Linked DNA regions of Oryctolagus cuniculus: region 2 is linked to region 1. The links are chromatin contacts, called in public Hi-C maps. All regions are on one chromosome and are shown on one strand. The core of a region is the stretch at or near the end of the contact, and the rest is flanking DNA. Distances in the headings are between cores, read along the strand shown. Region 1 holds the start of GTF2E1 (general transcription factor IIE subunit 1). Region 2 overlaps LOC138849293 (a long non-coding RNA gene).

What was found. Hi-C and Micro-C count contacts between places; a contact is called where the count stands out from the background.
Region 2: a contact with region 1 is called in a Hi-C map of embryonic fibroblasts, with 2.8 times the contacts expected there. The contact joins the enhancer-like site here to the promoter of GTF2E1 in region 1. A contact is called at or near these places in 5 of 6 Hi-C or Micro-C datasets (ear pinna, embryonic fibroblasts, psoas muscle and 2 more).

What each region holds. Positions count from the first base shown.
Region 1 is chr4:77,155,325-77,159,276 of mOryCun1.1, reverse strand. It overlaps GTF2E1 (general transcription factor IIE subunit 1), which reads right to left and starts at 2,627. Exons shown (of 5, transcript XM_002716646.5): 1 at 2,466-2,627. RABL3 (RAB, member of RAS oncogene family like 3) reads left to right here and starts at 2,649. Exons shown (of 8, transcript XM_002716648.5): 1 at 2,649-2,790. The coding sequence starts at 2,658.
Region 2 is chr4:77,000,031-77,004,024 of mOryCun1.1, reverse strand. It overlaps LOC138849293 (a long non-coding RNA gene), which reads right to left. Exons shown (of 4, transcript XR_011387913.1): 3 at 3,771-3,891; 4 at 252-2,265. Among named protein-coding and RNA genes, the nearest start is that of NDUFB4, 13 kb to the left of the region's middle. Within about 2 kb of position 1,399, at least 3 of the 8 cell types and tissues checked have an H3K27ac peak or open chromatin away from gene starts, as enhancers often do.

The DNA of each region.
Region 1 (3,952 bases), core at 1,378-3,877:
CTCTGCTTTCACAAACTCAATAGTTGATAAAACATAACATATGGCTTCAGAAACATGCAACAGATCAAAGAATGACAAAAATCAATGTAAACTATTTTTTCCAGTATTATTTCCTACAATTGTATACAACTGTATTCTCCTCCTTGAGGTCCCTAGCCCCATACACTCCATGCTCCTGATTAGTCCTTCTCAACTCTGGTTATAAAGCTGAATTATCCAGGGAGCATCTTAAGAATAAACCCTGGACCCCATTCCCAGTTTTGCTTTAGTTCATCTGGGAAGGCCAGATTAGGCATCACAATAGTTTTAAAAGACTCTTTAGGTCACTCTAACAAGCAGCAGAAGTCCTTGACCACTGTTTCACACAAGGTGGCTTCCTGGTTATTGAATTTCCTACCAAAGCAAATCCTGCAAGGGGACATCTTTGGACCACTTAACACTCAGCCTACTTCCTCTGACTGAAACACCTTAGAAAGCCCTGAATAGCACAGCAAAGGAGCAACATGTGGATTCTGCAATCCAATAGTTTTGGATTTTGAATCCAGTTCTACCATTTCCTTAGCCCGTGACCCATGAAAAATCTCAGCTTCAGTTTCTTCATACATAAAAAACGATTAATAGGACCTTCTTCATACAATTGATGGAAAGACTAAATGAAATAATTAATGTACAGTGTTTTACTTTCAGAACTGACATAAGTGGCATTCATAGTAAGTGACTAGATAGAAAAGTGACTTTCACAGCAGTATGAGAATGGACGGAAGCAATAAAGATGAAGGTACTGCAGGAGTATTAAGAGCTAGAGTAATAATGCCTAAACTCAAAAAGAAAGCAAAAAATTGCAAGGACAGGAAGAATAAATTACAGAAATGAAATTAAAAATCAACAATATAGTAAAAAGAGTACTAGTGTAGGAAAAACCTTAAATATCTATTTGTTTTGAGCCATCGTAAATGTGGAGAGAAAAGCACTACTCTAAGAAATAGATAATACCTGAAGAGGAACGGATTTGGAAGAAACAAAGCATTCACTTTTAGACACTTCTCTTTGAGGAAACACCAAAAGTTATTTCTCTGAAGATGTCCAGCAGGCAGCTAAATAAATGAAACTGGAGCTCAGAAATGAAGTCAAGCTGTGCCATCTTGTCCACAACCTCTACATTCTCCGCCACCACTCCCCCTTTCCCACTCACGCTGACTCTCCTTACTCTCTGGATATCCTAAGTGACTTAGGTCAGAAGCCTCCAACCGACAGTCTGCACTCACTGTTCCACTCAACGAAATGTTTTGAATTAGCTGTCAACATCTAAACACCGTGAGAGTTTACATGAATTTCAACCTCTAGCTCTCCATGAAGATTGGAAACACTGGAGAAAAAAAAAATGAGCCCAGTTCCCCCATGGAAACAGTAAGTCCAAGCTGTACAGCAGTTGACACTCCCAACATAAAAGAAGCTTCTTGGGTCTCTGGAGACTTCTGAGCGTGTGACTTCCAAGGGCCCCTGCTGCTGATTTTTATCTTCATTCTCAGTCATCTCTGTCTCACCTCCCCCCTACCCAATCCAGCCCCGCATGTGTTCTCATCATACAAATTTTCACGTACACTGTGCACAGGGATGAAACTGGAGAAACTAAGCTGAAAAGGCAGCATTCTGTTTTCTCAGTTTCATATCCGTCCACACCAGCATCTTCTCCACGTCTGTCGCTAACACCAAGGACTTCATCTTGTTCACCAGCGAATTTCCAGCCTCTAACACAGGTAGTCGAGTACTCATACAAAACTTGGAATACATCTAGGCACGTGTTCTCCCATCATGCCCATCCTGCCAGCTGCCCCGCGGTTCACTTCCCCCACTCCTGCTTCCACAAAAGAAAAAGATAGGTTATTAAACAACCTCTTCTTAATTTAGGAGGATTTAAGGCGGGTGGTAGACGGGATCAAATTCGCGCTTTCAAAGGATTACGCTGACTGCAGCGTGGAGAATAAAAGGAAAGAGGAGAGCACGCGGGAATCCAGCTAGAGGATTTCTGTATACAACTGTTCTAGTTTGGAGAACTTGGTTTCTAGGCACGGTCTCTAACTGCAGTTCCTCAGTTTATCACACTTCAGGCACTCCACGCGTTCGTACAGAAAACAGCAGGCTCCCGCGAAACCTCCGGGGCCGCCTGCCCTCCACGAGCCCGGGGCAGTAACGCTCACTCCTCCCGACTCGAGACCCCGAACTCCCTCGGACTTTCCCAGATGCGTCGAGGGCCACACTCGGCGCAGCCACGTCCATCCTACCCGATGTCGCACACGGACCGCTCCGAGTCAAGGGTTCTAAGAAGGACCAAAGAGAGGAGCAGGGCAGGAGAGTGGCTGGGGAGAGGAGGACAGTTACGGAGAGAGGAGCGAAAAGAATGAGAAACCAAGAAAAGCGACGCTGGGCCAGAGAACTGGGAACAAGGAGCAGGGAACAAGGTTTACCTAAGCGAACGCTCGAACACTCCCACTCCGGCTTCCCTCCGGACCTCAACTACCGGCTTAACCGGGCCACGCCACTCGCGCGACAAAGAATACGCCTAATTCCTGCGACCGGCCTTGGACTCCACCTTTAACCTGGTCGGCCAATCAGGATGGTGAAGGCTTCAATCAAGACAATCACGCCCAAGCCGGCCAATGAAATTGAAGGCGCTGCCCTCCATGTCCCGCTCCGATTGGTGTAGACTCCCGGAACAGGCGTTACCCCAGGAAGGCAGTGGCAAGATGGCGTCTCTGGATCGGGTGAAGGTCTTGGTGTTGGGAGACTCAGGTGAGCGGCTTAATCCACTTCTGGGGATTCCGACACTTCGGAGTTATCCAATAACCGCTTCCCATTGACTCTTCTCCCCCTGCAACTTCCTGGCTCTTCGACCTGAGGCTGGAGTGCCTCTCAAGGCCTAAAAACTACACTTCCCAGAGGCCCTTGCTCTAGTTGACGAAGCTCTCGCGTCGTGCGGGTAGGGGAGCCCGGGCCTTTCTCCGCCTTCCTAACGTTACCCCCTCGGTCTCCAAGGAGATGTTAGCCTGGAGTGCCTTGGCCGTTACTTTATTTTTTAAAGTATGCAGACTTTGAGTACTGTATTAGGCTCTAGGCTAACAGTACAGAAATTAGCAGGATCGTGCCTTCAGGAGATTTTGTTCATCAACGGGAAGTGAAAAGTGAGCTAAGAATGACACTGGCAAATGCTCTTCATAAATTATTCCTGTTGCTGTTTTATAGATGAAAAAGTGCAGTGGAGAGATGTGAATGACAGAACCAGTTTGAACCCAGAGTCCCTACACTTAAACACTAAGCTAGATAATGTAATGAAATACTGAGTGGTGGTCCTATTTTACTGTTAACTGAGCTTTTTGATTTCCTTGTCAGTCTTTAAAAAAAGAATGTATTTGATAGGCAGAGAGAGAGAGACAGAGAGATCCTCTGCACTCCCTAAAATCCCCATAAGTCCAGCGAGCGGAAAGCAAGCACGCAATCCAGGTCTCCCACGTGGGTACTAGGAACTGACTACTTGAAGCATCACCACTCTCTTCCAGGGTCTGCATTAGCAGGAAAATGTGTTGGGAATAGGAGACAAGTATGGAACCCAGACACTCCTGTATGGGATGCAGGCTCTTGACTGCTAGGGCAAAAGCCTGCCTCTATTTTAATCTCAGTTGAAAACCCAATTTGTGCTAGACAGTAATGAATAGAGAGAAGCATCTTATATCTGCCGCTGAACCCAGTTTAATTCTGGTGTTAAAGTTCAGCTCCCACCTTGGGCATTTGGAAACTACTGTTGAAGTCTGCATTTCCCCCTTCTAGGACAGCATCCTTCTCTTTCCCACCATAACCTCTAGTTCAGCTGTCCTTAAGAACTTGAATAAATCTTAACCTTGGATTTTATAGATCTGCTTTACTGAAGTTGACCTTCAAATTTATGATATGAACAAAG
Region 2 (3,994 bases), core at 150-2,649, 150 kb after region 1:
TTTGAGTTGTTTTCATATCTTGCTATTGTGACTAGTGCTACAGTGAACATGGGTGTGCTACTATCACTTTGAGAAACCGATTTCAGGTTTTGGAAAAATACCTAGAAGTGGAATTGCTAGATCATGTGGTAGTTCTATTTCTAATTTGTTGAGGCACTGCCCTACTGCTTCCTGTTTGCACCACTTCCCACTCCCACCAACAGTGGGTGAGGCTTCCGATTTCCTCCACGTCATCCCCAGTACTTACTCTCTTTTTTGTTTTTGTTTTTGTTTTTATTTTCTCATAACCATCCCGGCAGGTGTGAGTGAGATGGTATCTCATTGTAGTTTCAATTTGCATTTTCCTGATGATTCGTGATGTTGAGCATTTTTTTCTTGTAAACTATTGGCCATATGTAAATGTCTTCTTCAGAGTTATGTCCATTCAAGGTCTGGGACCATGTTTTTATTGAGTATTTGTTTTGTTTTGTTTTGCTATTGAGTCGTAGGAGTTCCTTGCCATCTTAAATCTCAGGTGACTGTTCCTCATATGCACCCCATCCTCTACATTCCCGCTTCTGCTCCCTTTGTCCGGCCTCCATTACTTATTTCTGCACTGAGGTGTTGAGTGGATTCTATTTGGGTTTCCCCAGAAACAGAGCCTGACATAAGGACTTGACTATAAATAGTTTGAGAAGTGATTCAGAAAACCCCGGGAGTTGAGTCAGGGGATGAGACAGTGAAGTTAAAGAGGGCAATACAGGGTGTGAAGCCAACGCACTTTAAGAAACTTAGTTCTCCAGAACACTGGAGCGCCATCCCGCTGGGAAATGTGGGAGATAACATGGAGTCATCTCCGGGGACAGGCAAGGGGCTTGGGGTGTTTAATCATCAGCTCGCCACCCGTTGTTGTTGAGGGCTGTTGTCAAGAAATGAGCTTCCTGGATCTTCTTGCCTCTGCTGTGTCCAAGCACAGGGGGCAGATAGTCTTTAGTATGGAGTTGTGAATACTTAGCGGACACGGGTCGGGCACTGACACTACCCACTGCTTTGCATCTCCTCTCCCTCTCCCCACACAGAGGCCATGGATAACTTTCCAAGTTCAAATCTGGTTCTGTCACTCTCCTAGTCGGTGAAAAGTGCATGCAGATGACGCTGAAACTGGCCTTGCATATTTCTCCTGCTGGAGGTGACTGTCTTGAGGGACCAAGCTATCTGATTTGTGCAGAGTATCTTTTCAGTAACTACCCAGGAATTAAATGGACACGTGGCTTTTTCATAACCTAAAAATCCCGTTGTTTAAGAGCAGATTGAGAGGGGGAAGGGACAAGCAAACCACGACGCTGGTGAGGAGCTCGCTGGTGCAGTCTGCTCCCTCTCAGCAGTTCTGCAGAGTCCTTGCCACCAGCACAGTGCCTCTTGCGGAGCTTCTGCCACTGCACCAAAGCGCCTCGTGGCAACACTCTGTTCTTTAGGCAGACACATTATCTGGGAATCTCAATGTGATTTACAAGCTTACATAACTTCTCAAATGAGTCAGCATGCTCATCAAGAAGGCAGCATGGTGTAGTGGAGAAAACAGGGCGTTTGGTGCCAGAGAGAACAAGTTCAATTCCTGCACCTGCCGCTTCCTGTGTGTTTGGACAAGCTATTCCACCTCTCCCAGCCTGCTTCTTCCTCTAACAAAAGGGGCTAAGAGTACAGTACCTACCCGGGAGAATTATTCTAAGGATTCAGTGAGGCAAAATCAGGGTGCTTTTCCCTCCCACATCCTGACTTAACACATCCAGCAGCAAGTTCTTGAGCCTCACTGACCTGCAGTGAGTAGCACACACTGATTTATCTTGTCTGCTTCTAGCACCACTGAATTTCGGATGAACCTCCACATCAGCTCTTCCTAAAGGAAAATTGCTCTGGCTCCATTCTGGGCAAAGCAGCCACGTTGTGTGAGAGAGAAATCAGCAGCAGAAAGGGCTTAGGTGCCGAGGGTAGGGCTGGACTGGCTCAGCCCCAACTGCAGTGGCCGCCAAAGATCACTGGCTTTCAGAGGCGAGTTTGGAAGCACACTGGGAGGGAGACAACCAAAAAACAAAGTGCAGGGGGAGAGGACGTGGAATCCGATCTGAGTCGCTGCTTCCCGGACAGGAGTGCAGTTAGAACTGGCGCGGTGGCATTGCAGAGCGCTCTCCTAGACAAAGCGGCAGCATTCGAATGAGGACACCGCTGTGCTGCTGGGGGCTGGGGACGACTCTGGAACTGTTTTTCCAAAGTGGCTGAAACAAATGCCTGCAGGTTAAAAAAAAAAAATCAAATCTCTACCCAGCAACTGCGGCACTGCCTCCCTGTCCTTCCCTGCCGGCCACAGTTACAAGAACAGGATGACCAGCCCAGCTCATGCCTCGGATCTCCAAAGGCTGTGTAACATGTGGTCAGCTGGGGTTGGCACAGGCATGTTGGTCATGCAGGGGTGACCAGTGGACATGCCCCCAGAGCAAGAAGACCTCTAAAAGGAAGAATCCAGAATGGATATTTGGACACAAGCTGTTTTGTTGATGTTTGAAGTGCTAAAATCAGCAGCACCTTATTTAAAATAAAATTTGACACAGACTCTCTCCCTGGGACAAATAAGACGAGAGCTACTCTGAGCAGGAGAAATCAGAGGCAGTGTGGTTCTGGGGCCCTGGCTTCCACGCCTCTATTCTTGGTCTTCACTGGTGGCCCACACGTATGTCCTGGAAATCCTGAGATTGCTACCACTGACCTTGGCTTGAATGGACTCCAGTCTCGTCCACCCGTCACATGGTTCAGGCAGGGATACTTGGGCTCAGAGAGGGGAAGCGGCTAGTCTAAGGTCACCCAGCAGAATCGGGAAGTGAATCCAAAGCTCTTTGGGCTCCCTACTTTCTCCTAAAAACCATCCCCTCTTTCAAAAAAAAAAAAGTCTTTAAAGATAATGTTGCCTCGTGAACTAGCTTGTTAAACTGAACAAGAAGGCCAGAGGCATCTGAGTGTAAAATCACTGGCTTTGGAAAGGATCCAAGTCCATCTTCTTGTCTGCTAGACCTGAGTGCAGTGTCTTATTACGTTTATTTTTAAGGCTTTTAGAATGGTAGTTGCCACATCTAAGGAAATTTACTAAATTAATGGTCTCTTAAGCCAAGGTAAATCTAACCTCTTAGACAACAACAAATTAAAACAACAGCCACAACGGCTTAGTATTCTTGAAAAAAATGTTTTTAATATATTAGTCCCATAAGGAAGAAACAATGCATAGCAGAGAGGCCAAACCGAAGCTCTCAAACTGGAGCACAGGCATTTCTGTCCTGTGCCTCTACTTCCCAGGGGTGAGACTTGGACATGGCACAGCCTCCCTGGATCTCAATATATTTTTTAAAATTTTTAGTTACTCGAGAAAGAGAAAGAAAGAGAGAGAGAGAGAGAGATCTGATTCCATCTGCTGGTTTACTCCCTAAATAACTACAACAGCCAGGGTTGAGCTAGGCTGAAGCCAGGAGCCCAGAAATCAATCTAAGTTTCCCACATGAGTGGCAGGGACCCAAAAACTTGGCCATCATTTGCTGCCTTTAGGGATCAAATTAGCAGGAAGCTAGAATTGGGAGCAGAGCTGGGCCTCAAATCTAGGTAATATGATATGAGGTATAGGTATCCCAAGCAGCATCTGGACCCCTAGGCCAAATGCCTGTTCCCCTTAATGTGTGCTATCTGTTAAATGACTAAATCATTAAAAGCATTGAAGTCAGTATTCAATAGAGCCCTGACACCAAACTTACCAGGGAGCAAGGTGAGCCAGCACTGTACCTACTCCAGACAGAACACAACGCTGCAGCTCTAGGGCCAAGGACCTGCCGGCTGACTACTGCAGAAGAGCAGGAAATGGCAACATGGAGGTGGCTGTGGGAGAAAAGAGAGCTGGAGACAGAAAGCAGCAGGGAGAAAAGCACAGGCTCCCTGCTCACTGCAGAGGGCTGGATCTTGGGCAGCATCCATGCTGCAC